2 separate regions of the Mus musculus genome follow, and region 2 is linked to region 1. A link is a contact called in public Hi-C data. All regions are on one chromosome and are shown on one strand. The core of a region is the stretch at or near the end of the contact, and the rest is flanking DNA. Distances in the headings are between cores, read along the strand shown.

Region 1 (3,008 bases), core at 263-2,762:
CTTTTTTTTTTTTTTTTTTTTTTTTTTTGGTTTTTCGAGACAGGGTTTCTCTGTGTAGCCCTGGCTGTCCTGGAACTCACTTTGTAGACCAGGCTGGCCTCGAACTCAGAAATCCGCCTGCCTCTGCCTCCCAAGTGCTGGGATTAAAGGCGTGCGCCACCACGCCCGGCTCTATACTTCTACTTTTAAGCATACTAGCAACTAGAAGTGAAATGTCAATTTAGGAAAGGTGAGGCTTTATAAATATTTCCAGAATTGAAAAAAAAAAAAGTCCTTTCCACGTCTCAGATTTTAACTGATGATTGGACAGCTTGATTGGTAACAGTCTTACAGAATGCAGAGTTGATTGTGGATAAAGTTCTTAACTCCTGAACAGAAGGGAGTCAGTCACATCCTAGATTTAGAACTCTGCTGTCTAAAATATTTATTCATCCATCTAGACAAATGTATTTATTCTTTTTGTTCACAGCTATCTTTAGGCTAGAGATACAAAAGCAGAACCACGGTTATGGCCCACGAAGAGTCCCTGGTGTAAAAAACAAGGGGGTGGGAGGGCCTGTCATGGCAGCACATGGTAAGGGCTCACAGATGTGGGGAACCTAAGGGAAGACAAGCTATTCTGAGACGTAAAGGTTGCCGAGAATGAGAAGAGTGTGGAAGAACCTCTGGTCATCTTGCGAGTGTGGACTGAGCACGCCTTATTCTAAATGCCTTGGGATATTAATGTTTTAGGTTTGGGGTATTTTCATAGGCTTTAGGTGTTTTGAAATCTGAAACTTCTGAGCACTGACACCGAGTTCAAAAAGTTTCACATTTTAGAGCATTTCAGGTTTTTGAAGAAAGGATGCTCAATATATAACGTCTTTGGGTAGGAGGGGGTTCAAGACAGGGTTTCTCTGTGTAGTCCTAGCTGTCTCAGAACTTGCTGTGTAGACCAGGCTGGCCTTAAACTCAGAGATCTGCCTCCTCTGCTTCTCAAGTGCTGGAAATAAAGACATGTGTGATCACTGTCTGGTGCAATCTGAAATTATTTCCAAAATGTTTAACAGGTTACCAGGTGAAACTTAAAAACTGCTGGTGGTCAGGCCCTGGCTTCAGAGTCACTTTCAGGGACTGGGATATAAGGAGTGTGTTACACTAGCATTTTAAGTGACCTTGAATGGGTGCATGGGCCATGTATTGGATAAACTAATTTGAAGATGGTAAATTTGAATTCTACTTATTGTCACAAAATTTAGATTATTCAGTAATGATTTTAGTGATGATTGCTTTGTGGAGCTAGGGGTTCCTCAGGCTTACTCAGCAAGTGCTGTAGCACAGAGCTGCTTTCGTTCCTCAGCCCCAGACGGTTTTTGTTTTTGTTTTTTTTCCTTTTTGCTTGTTTGTTTTTTAAAGGCGTGTGATTTTGGAAACTTGCTATTGGACTTTGGGTCTTTGGGATCAGTCTCAAGTCTTCAGGTTTGGAGGCCGGTATCCTAACCCTCTGAGCCATCTAAAAGTGACAACACTTTTGCCACTAGATGTCACTAGAATAAAACAGCTGGCTGCGGAAGTGTCTGTACCCTGTGCCCAGTGTTAGGAACATGGGCTCCCGAGCATCTGGATCTCCGTTTAGAACCAGGTCACAGCTCATTTCAAATGCAAGTTAGCTGGAAAGCATACATGTTCTGTGACATGACAGTCATCTGTAATTGCCTCCTTTAGTGTTTAGCAAGACAGGAAAGGAAAAAACGTCTGACCAGAGGAAACTCTAGCGTGACCTTACATTGTGTATGTAGGAAACTCTTTTCAGTTTATCACTGTGCTCAAAGAAATAATTGTGTTTATTGGAGGCATTTTAAATATCTGTCTGCTGGTGAGTGGATAAGTAAAATACCACATGTCCAGGAAATGGAATAAAAATCCTACTTAGCACTAGAAAGAAACTAGTGGATGAGCTGGAAACCACAATTGCGTGGATTCAGGAGAGCCAGCCCAAACTGGGAGACCCTGTCAGCAGGATGGGAGGAAAATAGGTTGGATGCAATGATCTAAGTAGAAATCAAGAGGTGAGAAGACCTAAGTGAAATGATCTTCATTTTGCAGGTTATCCTTGGTCCTGCCTTGAGTCTGGGTAACATTGAACCTGAGTTTCTGGTTACTGGGTGTAGATGGAGCCATTTATTTTGTTTATTGTCAGTTCTTTGATAAGTTTCATACATGTATATGATGTATTCTCTTAATTCCTCTCTGTACCCTCTCATCCCCCTCTCATCCCTATGAACCCCCACACCTTGTCTCTTTCCATGTGGTTGCTGGGAATTGAACTCAGGACCTTCAGAAGAGCAGTCAGTGCTCTTAACCACTGAGCCATCTCTCCAGCTCCCAATACTGAACTATTTCTTGTGTTTAACATCTAAAGTTATTTTGTTTTTGTTTTCTTGAGACAGGCTCTTATGTAGCCCAGGCTTACCTTGAACTCACTGTGTAGCCATCCACCTCCAAAGTGCTGGGATTTCAGACACGCACCATCATACCTCATTCTGTGTGGTGCTAGGACTCAGTCTCAGGCCTTCATGCATGCTAGACAACACTGTCTCGAATGAACCTCATCCCTGCTCAGAGGATCACAGGTTCAAGGCCAGCCTGCACTACAGAGTAAGACCTTGTCTCACCCCACTTCCAAATTTCTCTCTTCAAATACTATCTTTATCACTGTTTAATTTCAGTTTGGTTGAATAAATTTTGATTTTCTTTTTTCATTTCCCCTTTTCTGGGTGCTTCAGGGTTATGCCTTTTTATTGTCTTGTTTTTAATCTTTACTGGGGCCTTTAAACTTTTACATTAAGATTTAAGCCATGGTTATCCGAGGCTCTCAGTACACATCTCCTCCTCCTTATTTGAGATAGCCTTGTAGGGCATGCTGCTCCCACTTCTGGCCCCTGGATCTCCCGAGAGCACACGCCAGGTTCTTTGTATCTTTTGTGCTTGCTGTCACACAGTCTTCCTGTGTGCTGTAAATGCACTCT
Region 2 (3,325 bases), core at 307-2,806, 120 kb after region 1:
GAGGGAGGGAGGGAGGAAGGAGAGAAGGAGAGAAACATTAGCAAATGATATCACACAATCTTGCTATATTTCTTGGCAGGGCTGATTTTAAAAAAGGTGGAGAGTGAGTGGCAGAACAGAAGATTTTATATATATATATATATATATATATATATGAAAACTGATGTTAATCTCTGAGAGGTGAAAGTCCAGCTGTTGCTTCACAAAAGAACCTGTAAAGAATATTTACTGTGGGGCTGGAGAGATGGCTCAGAGGTTAAGAGCACTGGCTGCTCTTAACCATCTGTAATGGGATCTGATGCCCTCTTCTGGAGTGTCTGAAGAGAATGACAGTGTGCTCACATATATAAAACAAATAAATCTTTAAAAAGAAAAAAAGAATATTTATAGTAAGGTAAAGAGCACTTGCCTATCATCCTCAAGGTGTGTGTGTGTGTGTGTGTGTGTGTGTGTGTGTGTGTGTGTGTGCTTACTGGTGACAGAACCTTATGCACGCTAAACACATTGTCTATAGCACTGAACTATATCTCAGATGCCTAGAAAATTAAAAGTTCAATTGTGACTTGTGACTAAAAACCTGAATTTTAAAACATATCAGTTGGGGCATGCTTTTTAATACAAAGAGTCCTTCTATAAATAAGGGACTTATTCTGATATTTTTGTTAGTTAATATTGTACTACTCTTAAAATAAAATAAAATATATTTCAAGTATTAAAAGTTTCCAAAGCAAACCTGCTTAAATAATCACAAATGTAATAAAGTATGACTTCTCATTCCTCACCAAAAAGATGCAAATTCCTCTGGCAAGGTAAACCAGTAGGCTTAGGTCACCATTGTCAGCTCCTAAGAAGACAAGCACAACAAGGCTTGAACAGGTTCCAGGCGTGGCCTTCAAGAACAGACCACACCTGCTTCCAAGGCCCTGGGGCTAAAAATAACTCTGGGGCCTCAAAAAATGGGATGTCAGCCAGGCCCAGGGGTAACTGTTGGCCCCTCGCTCAGCCTGCGCAGTGAAAGCAGGAGCTACAAAACTGTTATCACACACACACACACACACACACACACACACACACACACACACACACACACAAGCACTCACAATTCCCTTCTCTAGGTTTCTGCACCAAGCACACACAACTCAGGCAGACTCAGTTTCTTTGCAGATTCCAACCAAAACGAATCTTAAGAATTCAGAAAAAAATTAAATAAATGTGAGGATTTCATGATGTAAAATGGACAGGACTCAGGAGACCTTGTTCCTAATTTCAACTTTACCAAACTGCTCAGAAGGCCATATAAAACATGCCAATAGACACTCCCAAGCCTGTGTTTGTATAACAGGTAAAGTGAGGAACTGAATGACATCTAAGATTCTTTCACTAGTAACATAAAGATGCCACTGTGAGTATATCTTAGGATTTAAAAAGTGTTGGAACAGAAAGGTGCCAGAAATGTACTGATCACCAAGCAGTCATGTAAGTGTCACAGTTTATAGCCTCACATATCTATCCTCTGGGGCCACAACAGGCAAGCCAAATCATCCCTTCTATGGCTGGAGATCCCCAAGGCTTGATCTGAAACAACTATTGCCATTTCTCTGCAAGTCTCAGGATAAAAGGAGGTCATGAGCAGAGAAAGATGAGCAGCACCACTGTTCACCCACCCTAGGGACCTAGGCTATACGAACTCTAACATCACTACATCTGTCTACACAAGCAGCACACACGCATGCATGCACACATTTGCAGTGGGTGCTGAGAATTTAATAACATGAGGAAGCTACACCACCGGAGAACCATAGAGTGGCAGGGCCAGGGCCAGGGCAGAAGAACAGGACAGCACAAGACGCAGACCCTGGCAGAGCCAAGGATGCTGCCTGAGCTTTTGGTTCCTTGTCATCGTTCATCTTTTCCCTGTAATGTTTTCCATCCTCTCATCAAACTCAGTTTCTGTGTTTTCCCTTTGTTCTAAAACGCTGTCGTCTCCTCTTCTCTCCCTTGTTCCTCTTTATAGTTCTCCCTTCACAACTAAAAACAGGGCCTCTAGCATTTTAAGGTTAAGCCTTTACTATTAATTCATTTTCTGTGGTGTTTCCTTTTGGGGGGTCGGGGTGGGGCGTCTGTCAAGGTCTGATATGTTGCTATTATATCAAGTAAGCACAACTGTTACGACCATTTTGACATAGTTACCGATGGGTTCGGTGTTCTATCAACATTAAATTTTTTTTTTACTCGTCAGGCGGTGGTGGCACACACCTCTTATCCCAGCACTTAGGAGGCAGAAGCAGGTGGATCTCTGTGAGTTGGAGGTCAGCCTGATCTACAAAGCAAGTTCTAGGACAGCCAGGGCTACACAGAGAAACGCCATCTTGAAAACCAAAACAACAATAATAATAATAATATAAATAAACTTTTAAGATAAAACATTTTAAAGTAAAATTTTATTTTAGAGAAATTAAAAACAACAACAACAACAAAACAAAACACCCAGCTTGACATTTCATACATAGCTGGCTCCACGAAGAAAACTTCATTAACTTCCTGTCAAGACAGGGTTCTCTGTGTAACAGCCCTGGCTGTCCTGGAACTCACTCTGTAGAACAGGCTGGGCTCTACCTGCCTCTCTCTGCCTCCCAAGTGGTGGAATTAAAGGTCTAGAACAGGGCTGGTGAGATGGCTCAGTGGGTAAGAGCACCCGACTGCTCTTCCAAAGGTCTGGAGTTCAAATCCCAGCAACCACATGGTGGCTAACAACCATCCATAACAAGGTCTGACTCCCTCTTCTGGAGTGTCTGAAGACAGCTACAGTGTACTTACATATAATAAATAAATAAATCTTTAAAAAAAAAAAAAGTGAGGGGCCGGGCGTGGTGGCGCTCGCCTTTAATCCCAGCACTCGGGAGGCAGAGGCAGGCGGATTTCTGAGTTCGAGGCCAGCCTGGTCTACAAAGTGAGTTCCAGGACAGCCAGGGCTACACAGAGAAACCCTGTCTCGAAAAAGCCAAAAAAAAAAAAAAAAAAAAAAGGTCTAGAACATCACACCTGGCTCACTGTCTTAAATACTGTGAATCTAGATATGAAGGCTAGGCCTCAACCTAAACCTCAAAAGAAACAGATTCTGGAGGCTTCCACAGTTGGATGTGTAGAAAATAACAACATATGGATTACTTTACCACCTAGGGGTTCATGTGGTAAAGTAGAAAGTAACCTGAGCATGTGTGGACACAAACAAGTTTCATCAAGGGTGCCATGGCACCTGTGGCCCTGCGGCTGGATGACCCTCCAACCTCTCGTAAGCCATCGGTTTCAACTGGTCACAACGTGA

Evidence for each region. Hi-C and Micro-C count contacts between places; a contact is called where the count stands out from the background.
Region 2: a contact with region 1 is called in a Hi-C map of the AML12 cell line, with 2.8 times the contacts expected there. The contact joins two enhancer-like sites. A contact is called at or near these places in 53 of 484 Hi-C or Micro-C datasets (3T3-L1-derived adipocytes, the AML12 cell line, the Ba/F3 cell line and 41 more) and 6 of 115 datasets of contacts at active chromatin or transcription factors (cardiomyocytes, embryonic basal ganglia, embryonic fibroblasts and 3 more).

What each region holds. Positions count from the first base shown.
Region 1 is chr6:134,658,014-134,661,021 of GRCm38.p6, forward strand. The region is part of intron 2 of Borcs5 (BLOC-1 related complex subunit 5); the gene reads left to right. Among named protein-coding and RNA genes, the nearest start is that of Borcs5, 19 kb to the left of the region's middle. Within about 2 kb of position 1,513, at least 30 of the 459 cell types and tissues checked have an H3K27ac peak or open chromatin away from gene starts, as enhancers often do. A contact at or near this core is called in the G1E-ER4 cell line, where this site is marked.
Region 2 is chr6:134,773,210-134,776,534 of GRCm38.p6, forward strand. The region is part of intron 1 of Dusp16 (dual specificity phosphatase 16); the gene reads right to left. Among named protein-coding and RNA genes, the nearest start is that of 1700055D16Rik, 17 kb to the right of the region's middle. Within about 2 kb of position 1,557, at least 43 of the 459 cell types and tissues checked have an H3K27ac peak or open chromatin away from gene starts, as enhancers often do. A contact at or near this core is called in the G1E-ER4 cell line, where this site is marked.